Linked DNA regions of Mus musculus: regions 2 and 3 are each linked to region 1. The links are chromatin contacts, called in public ChIA-PET maps. All regions are on one chromosome and are shown on one strand. The core of a region is the stretch at or near the end of the contact, and the rest is flanking DNA. Distances in the headings are between cores, read along the strand shown.

Region 1 (2,619 bases), core at 63-2,562:
TCTCTCACATGTAGACTTTAGTTTGCAAATAAACTCCATCTTTGTAGCTCTCTTTGTCATTTCTGTCTCTGTGTCTCTACTTTTGTCTCTCACTATATCTCTCTGTGTCTCTGTGTCTCTCCCTGTCTTTGTGTCTCTCCCTGTATTTGTCTATTCTCTCTCTCTCTCTTTCTCTCCATCTCTCTCTCTCTGTGCCTCTCCTTCTGTGTGTGTCCCTCTCTATCTCTTTCTTTCTCTGTTTCTCTGCCTCTTTCTCTGTCTCTCTCTGTCTGTCTCTGCCTCTCTCTGACTCTCTGTTTCTCTGTCTCTTTGTCTTTCTCTGTCTCTCTGTCTCTGTCTCTGTCTCTCTCTCTTTCTCTCTGTTTGTGTACCTAACACATAAATGGTTCATTTAAGCTGTAAATAGAGCCCTGGTGGGTAAATTAGCCTCCATGTCAATCCTGGCCCATCAATGTGCTATCCTCACAGGGATCTCAACAGTCCTAGCTGTTGCTGCTGGAAAACTTGATACCCTGGAGACGAGCCGTAGATGCTTCCTTCTGTTTCCTGTGTGCAAAAGTAATTGAATTAATATGCCTAGTGGACGTGATAGCCAGCTTCTGGAGACATTGAGCAATACAATTCTGGAAGGGACATGAAGGGAAGGTTGCAGCTACCTGGTCTTTGTATGGAAAGAGACAAATTGAGAAGACCAGGGACATGAGAAGCCTATCACATAGGGTTTTGAGACTGAATGTGGGCCACACAGCATCTGGAACAGCCCCTAGGGATGGGAACAGCATTCACGTGATGAGACACAAGGCCGATCTGTTAGGCAAATGAGTGGAAGGTTTGCATACAGCACAGCACTATGTTTTATGAGAGCTGCCTCCATAATACCCTCATTCAGATCAGGCTGAGTTGCTGAATGACATACCACGTGTTTCCTCTCTCTTAGCAGAGAGCCAGCTTAGCACCGAGTTAGTCAACATGAAGCAGGCTGCAGTTCGTGGCTAAACTTTAGAAGGTCCTTTTGTAAGGTCCCTTCCTGACCAGGAAGCTTTCCTAATTCTCCAAACATTTCCATAGAATGGGGGAGGTCATAGGGTGTGGGGCTTCTAGAACTTTCCCACGGTGAGTCCATGCCAGCAGTGCCCACCTGAACCCAGAGTCACATGTGCCCATGCTCCAAGTTCTTGAAAACTGGCTCCATGCAGATTCTCCAGGAGCCCACAGGCTGCCTTGAGGGCAGCTGTCAAATTGAGGCTGATTTACCAAGTGGTTGGAGTAGCTGAGCTGCAAAATGGTAGGTGTGTTGTGGGGTAACCCACAGTATCAACAGCATGGTAAGCGCTAGCAGGAAGGATGAGGGGTGAGTTGTGGGGTAAGAACTGGAGTCGTAGAGAAAGAATTGTTCTAGTAAGATGCGGTGAGGAAGCAGTGTCCAGTGGGGCTGGAAATGGAAGAGATGCACTTCCCAAGATAATCTGCAACTTTTGAAGTTACTGATCATATCGGTCATAGTGATCACCTGGAATAAGGGCAGTCAGAGCCTCTACTCAAAATAGATACATAAACTGAAGGCCAATGGAAAACAGCCTCCCTACAGTTCCTACCCCTTGCTTCTTCACTGTTCTAGTTTGGGTTTCTATTGCTGTAGAGAGACACCATCACCACTGCAACTCTTATAAAAGAAAACAGGTATTTGAGACTGGCTTACAATCTCAGAAGTCAAGTCCATTATCATCACGGCGAGAAGCACAGTGACAGACAGGCAGACATGGTACTAGGGAAGGAGCTAAGAGTTTGACATCTTGATCTGCAGACAGCGTAAGCCACTGTGAGCCACACTGGGTTTAGCATGAGCATCTGAGAAGGGTATTAAAGATCTTTGACAGAATGAAACAGCAGCTCCTGACATCTAAGGCATCTCTTTCATCCCTTGGTAGCTCTCTTATCTCCTTCCCTCCAACCCTGTCCTTAGAAGATCACAGCAGTTTTGTAGTCAGGAAGACCTTGTCCTAGAAGGCAGGCCTGGGAGCAACAGGCCAAGGATCTGGGACAGAGACAGGACTGCTGTCTTCCCACCAGTGGTCCTTGCTCCCACAGAGACCTGAACTCAGGGCTACACACATCCAGCGCTTTCTCCAGACCAGGTATCCAACCCCAACTCTGCTGCCCTGTGGCCTCGGGGGATACAGGTGCAGAGAACAACCAGATCCTAGAGATAAAGGAAATGCCCCTTGCTCCTGTGAAGATGAGATCCTTTTGTGATGACAGAGCAAGGGAAAATGTCACCACCTCAGTGAATAGATAGGACAAGATCCGTCCATCCCCATCACCAGCAACTTCCCCCAGGATCACTACAGGCTTGACTATCTCTATCTCCATACCACCTGGGAGTGTCTATCCACACCACCTGTTGTTTCAAACCTGGGAGCTGAGGGAGGCAGCTGGCCTCACACAGCCTTGTCGCTCAGTTCCCCTTTGTTCAGACTTTGTGATTTCTCTTCTCTCTGGGAGAAGCTACACCTTGCACCTATGCCTGGCTTGCTTCTGCCCTGCTTCCTTCCATCTAACCCTGGGTTGAGGGATCTCTCTCTCAGAAAACCCAGGCATTAGTGTGAGGAAAGAAATGGC
Region 2 (2,619 bases), core at 82-2,581, 200 kb after region 1:
TCCACTGCAGAGGCCAGGCTGTCCTCCTGGCCTTTTAGCCGCTCACCTGGATGGAGAGCAAACAAGTGGAAAGGGCTGTGCTGAAGCCACTGTCCTGAGGGCAGGACCCAGCCCACGGGGCAGCCGGCACTTACGGATCAGCTCCGCGATGGCTCTCTGGGTCCGCTTTTCTAGCTTCTCTAGCTTCTTGGCCACATCTCTCTTGAGATCCCTGGAACAGGAAAGAGGGGAAACTGAGAAGCTAAGGGCTTTCGTGGTGTGGCCCTGAGATCCTCCTGCAGTGCTTTGATATTTATATCCTCAGCTGCCTGAGATGCTGCCTGCTCTGCTCTTCTGGACCCCAAGACCCATCATTCTTCCCAGCTCCACTGAGATAAGGGGATGTGTACCACAGACCCAGTCAAGGCGGACACTGAGACACATGGTGGCTGGCTCCTTGGGATCCTCCTGTTATGTCCCCACTAAGTCGGCATCGGAGAGGAACTTGCCGTGGCCAACTGCCAGCCCTATTCCACCTCTTGCCACAGCCTCCGACCCCCACTCCTGGGGCTTCCAGAATTCCTAAATTCGGCCCGAGTTCTCTGGCGCTGCAGTTCCTACAGCACACACCTCATGCCTGCTTCATCAAATTAAAGCACTGTGGTAGATCTGTAACCACAGATCTGCAGGTACCAGAAAACAGCCCTGACCTCTGGGACAAGGCACCGAGAGATATGCCTACAGCCTACAGCACCTTCCCTCACCCATTTTCAGAGGGGCTTCCAGGCTTCTGGGCTTGAAGAGATTGGGTTCCCTACTTTACAGTTAAAACAGAGACGTAAGCCCTATCTGACTGTCCATCTGCTTTCTTCCCTGTAGTATCCCGAGCACAAAGGGGACACTACTCAGATGGCCCAGAGCAGGGGACTTTTCACCCCTACAGAAGAGGCTTGAAAGGATGGCTGCTCTTTCATCCCTCGGCCCTCTTCAGCGCTTTACTCTCAGCCATCACCCATGCCTTACTTAGCCCTTAGCCCTGACTCTCTTGGGCAGAGCTGGGCTTGCAGTGCTCGTCCCTACCTGTCCCTTGGCTGTCCTCCCAGCTGAGGCCTGTGACATGCACCAAACACTATCACCCCCACCCCCCAACACTCACCAATCAGGTTTCCGGGGTGCCAGGTTGGCCAGGTCCTAGGGAGAAAGGAGACAACTCATCAGGGCCAAGGCCCAGCCTCAGGGGGAGCGGAGAGCCAGGGCACAGAGGCAGAAAAATGTCGGCAGGCCAGGAAGGCAGTAGGGTGGGAACAGAGACAGTCAGAGAAGGAAGCAGCCCCAGCAGGGAGGGGCCTCCCAGGGACTCACCACTTCCTCAATGACAGGCTCTGGCTTGGCTGCCTCCAGCTGCTCCTTCACCTTCTCCTCCACTAGAGGGCGAAAGAACACAGGCCTGCAATGTGGAAGCTGCCACTCCAGAGAGAACAACCTAAGGGGCCCCAGGGAGGAGCAGGGACCCCACTCAGCAGTAACTCTGGAAGACAAGTCTAGTTTCCTAGGTTGAAGGCAGACCCCAGAGCCCAGAAAGGGACAGAACAGGCTATAGCTGGAGTGGACAAGGTGTCCAGATGTGAAATGGGAGGTGGCTGTGTATATGGGGAGTGTGGCATTAAAGTGAAGGCCCTAGGAATCTCCTCCAGGTCTGGCATGGCTGGAGTCTGGGTGTCTTATCATTCCTTCCATCCCACATCAGACTTACAACAGGCACCTCCCGCCTCCACCATGACCCTAGGTCTCTGAGTGTCCCCTTCTGGGGACCAACAGTGTGGACAGCCTTCAGACCTGTCACGAGGGATGTGTCCCTGTGACCTTCCTTTCTTCTGCCACACTTGAGTCCTGGTGGCCTCCTTGTATAGGACAATGGCCAGTTTCTCATCCCCCTCCTACAGCCTGTGGGACGTCCTTGCCCGACCCTGCCGCTGCTCCACAGGGTGGGGAGAGGATTAGCAAGAAACAACTGGGCAACTGCTGAACTATGATAAGGTATTTATTCATTCATTACTTGTACAAAGAAAAGCTGGTATCAAAATTAAAAACTGGGGCTGGAGAGATGGCTCAGAGGTTAAGAGCACTGACTCTTCTTCCGTTGGTCCTGAGTTCAATTCCCAGCAACCACATGGTGACTCAAAACCATCTGGAATGTGACCTGATGCCTTCTTATGGTGTGTCTGAAGACAGTGACATGTACTAACATAAAATAAATACATTCTTTAAAAAAAAAAATTAAAACCTAAGATTTTTAGATAGGCACGGTAGCACATGCCATTAATCCTAATACTTGGGAGGCTGTGGCAGGTGGGTCTCTGTGAGCTCAAGGCCAGGCCGGTCTACACAGTGAGCTCCAGTGAGACCCTGCCTTAAAACCAAACAAAGCCAGATCCTTCAGAACAGAGGATGGATGACCCTGCTCCTGGACCAGGAGGGTCTCTCTTCATCCTGGGGCTCTCACCCTTTGACTAGGCAGTGGGGAAGCCTGGGCAGGGCTCTCTCTGGCCTCTGTGTTGCTGCTGACTCCTTCCTTGCCTTGCTGCCCAAGTGCCTCAGGTCACTTCTGCTCCTCATGCCCTGAGGGCCTGTGGCCCCTTC
Region 3 (2,619 bases), core at 36-2,535, 150 kb before region 1:
GAGAGACTGATAAGATGAGAAAGGAGGCCATGATGGGGGAGGAAGGGATCTTAGGCAAAGAACAAGAGAAAAGTTATGATGGGATACATGTGACATGAAAGCAGAAGGAGAAACAGTCATGGGGTAGAAAGATGACCAACAAGAAGGGGCAGGGAAAGGGTTAGGGATGAATAAGAACAACGAATAGTGGCACATATGCATGAATATGCCATAATGAAATACTTTCTTTTGTATGCTAATTTGGAAAAAAAATAATCCTATGGCCTGAATGTGGACAGGCAAATGCTGGGAATCAGACCAAAATCAAGCAATACTGGAAGTTAGGGCCACACGACGAGAGAAGTCGGAGCGATCTTGAATTTACAGACCTGTCCTTTTCCTGGAGAGATTTTAGTTTACCATCAGGGTGTAACACAAAGCACAGAAAGCATATAGGGGACCGACTACCACCTCCACCCCTTACGCATCTAATGAGCACTGTGAATGCTTGTGAGTCTGCCTCCTGTCTAGGACTGAACTATGAACCACTTCCCTTACTCACAGGCCAGGTGTCATGGTGTGGCTCCGGGACATCTAGCTGCAGAAGGGAGAGATCTCAGGAGGCTGACAGCTCAGGGGACCCTGGACTGTAGCCATGTCCACGGGTAGACAGGGCATCCTGGGACCTGGAGATTCCCACTCATGCATAGATACCCCCTACTGGGGGAGGAGAGACCTTATTAGGAAGTGCCTCCGTTCTGGGTTCTCCCTGCTCCAGGGTGAGTTTCATTTTCTGTCCTAGCTTCCAGGATGCTCGGGGCTTAATGTTCACTCATGTTTATCTGGGCTCTTTTCTTTCTGTTTTCTTATTGGTCTCTTCATTACCTATTTCTGTTTTTATAGTTACACTTTCCGTTTCACATGCTGATAATGCAAAGGATGTGCCTAAATCACAGACATCACCTAGTCCCCAGATTAGGTCAGCCATAGCTACACAGAGTCGTGGGCCTGAGGGCAGTTTACACATGCTTCCCGCCCCTCCCCCCCAACTCTTTGAAGTTCTTCTTCTTCTTCTTGAAATACCCATCTTTAACCAGCATCCTTCTCCTCCCGCCCACTCCCTTCCACTCCAAGACCAGGCAACTGTCCAATTCCTTTCTTCATCCCCATTCTCCATTGGAAACCAAGTCTCCCCTCCTCACAGTCCACCTGACCGTGTCCCACACGTCCTCACACAGGACTTTCCCCCGGGGCTTCCCCTGAGCGGGGTCAGCTACATCAAGTGTCCCAGCATCAACTGCTTCCTTCCAGCTGCTTGCAACACTCTTTGCTTTCTGACGTAGGAATGCTCACACCAGACTTGCATTTAGCAGCGCTCCTTTTCTGTCCAGCTCTGTCCCCAACCTCCTTCCCGACTGATACCACTTGCTTCCATGTTCTCTGGTGAGTATGGACACGTTTGTACTCTGGAAACTGTTATCTACTCAGGGAACTTATGTCAGAAGCCAGGGGGTGGGGTGGTGCGTCTCGGCTTCTGACATCACACTCTGATTATCACTGGAAGCAGGCGTGGGTTAGTGTCCTTATCCGAGGCAGCCTGGAGGACAGCTGGCTAAGAGGTACAGAGAAGTCAAACTTGGGATACCGGGAGAGGGAGAGATGAAAACAACTTCTCAATTTCTCTGCGGCTGACAGAAGCTCCTGAGAGAGGCTTTCAGAACTTGATTCCAGCTGGCCCGTGAAAGCTGTGTCTGGACGGGAGAGCCTCAGAGGAATAAACAGTGCCTTCTCTGGCTTCTCCGGGTCATGACCAGTCTGTTCAGAAGGAAGTGGTGTTTCTCTGACCCCACTGTTCCCACAGCCCCCTGGATGGTAGATCATGGGGCTGCACCCTTCCCCACCCTTGGGAACTCAGTCAAACGGTTATCTTTATCTCGCCAGCTTGTCCTCGTGCTTGACCAGCGCAGTTTCACTTTTGCAAACATCTGTTTATATCCCTTGAGAGAAAAAATATCAAGCAACCTGCCTCAAACGACGCTGTTTTGTCCGGTGAGCAAGGTAAGAAACTGTTTTAAACATCTGGGAAGTAGGCGGGCACCAACTTCTGAAGCTTAAGCCAGTCTCTGGTTGTTTTTAACTCTTTGTTTTCTTAGATCCTATCTCCCACGTAGAGTCTCGTTTCAACCAAAGAACTTAAGTGGCTTTAACGTCCCTGACTCTTTCTGTACCAGGCAGTTTCTGTCACATTAGCAGCGTGGTCCCTGGGTGCTTAATGAGGAGATTTGAGTACGGCCGCCCACGCTGGGGTGGGGGGTGGGGGCATAGTTACTTTCAGTCTTTGGCTGTCGGATGGAGGGGAATCATGACCTCTGGTTTCCCCACAGGACAGCCTCCGATGGATAACTACACAGTGGCCCCGGACGATGAATATGATGTCCTAATCTTAGACGACTACCTGGACAACAGTGGGCCGGACCAAGTTCCGGCCCCCGAGTTCCTCTCCCCCCAGCAGGTGCTGCAGTTCTGCTGCGCGGTGTTTGCGGTGGGTCTCTTGGACAACGTGCTGGCGGTGTTTATCTTGGTGAAATACAAAGGACTCAAGAATCTGGGGAACATCTACTTCCTAAACCTGGCACTTTC

What was found. ChIA-PET counts read pairs in DNA pulled down with a chosen protein or histone mark.
Region 2: a contact with region 1 is called in an RNA polymerase II ChIA-PET map of memory CD8 T cells, with 10 read pairs. The contact joins two enhancer-like sites. A contact is called at or near these places in 5 of 115 datasets of contacts at active chromatin or transcription factors (bone marrow-derived macrophages, craniofacial prominence, double positive thymocytes and 2 more).
Region 3: an RNA polymerase II ChIA-PET map of memory CD8 T cells shows a contact between it and region 1, with 21 read pairs. The contact joins the promoter of Ccrl2 here to the enhancer-like site in region 1. A contact is called at or near these places in 5 of 39 promoter capture datasets (embryonic stem cells, liver, macrophages and 1 more), 3 of 484 Hi-C or Micro-C datasets (Sertoli cells, pancreatic cancer cells and stem cell-derived epiblast-like cells), 1 of 115 datasets of contacts at active chromatin or transcription factors (memory CD8 T cells) and 4 of 9 other capture datasets (adipose tissue, embryonic stem cells, liver and 1 more).

The regions. Positions count from the first base shown.
Region 1 is chr9:110,908,009-110,910,627 of GRCm38.p6, reverse strand. No RefSeq gene overlaps it. Among named protein-coding and RNA genes, the nearest start is that of Fam240a, 7.6 kb to the left of the region's middle. Within about 2 kb of position 1,312, at least 33 of the 459 cell types and tissues checked have an H3K27ac peak or open chromatin away from gene starts, as enhancers often do. A contact at or near this core is called in double positive thymocytes and memory CD8 T cells, where this site is marked.
Region 2 is chr9:110,708,678-110,711,296 of GRCm38.p6, reverse strand. It overlaps Ccdc12 (coiled-coil domain containing 12), which reads right to left. Exons shown (of 7, transcript NM_028312.3): 4 at 1,342-1,403; 5 at 1,136-1,170; 6 at 135-211; 7 at 1-46. Among named protein-coding and RNA genes, the nearest start is that of Gm35775, 32 kb to the left of the region's middle. Within about 2 kb of position 1,331, at least 207 of the 459 cell types and tissues checked have an H3K27ac peak or open chromatin away from gene starts, as enhancers often do. A contact at or near this core is called in double positive thymocytes and memory CD8 T cells, where this site is marked.
Region 3 is chr9:111,056,184-111,058,802 of GRCm38.p6, reverse strand. It overlaps Ccrl2 (chemokine (C-C motif) receptor-like 2), which reads left to right and starts at 1,285. Exons shown (of 3, transcript NM_001302376.1): 1 at 1,285-1,422; 2 at 1,921-2,037; 3 at 2,364-2,619. The coding sequence starts at 2,375.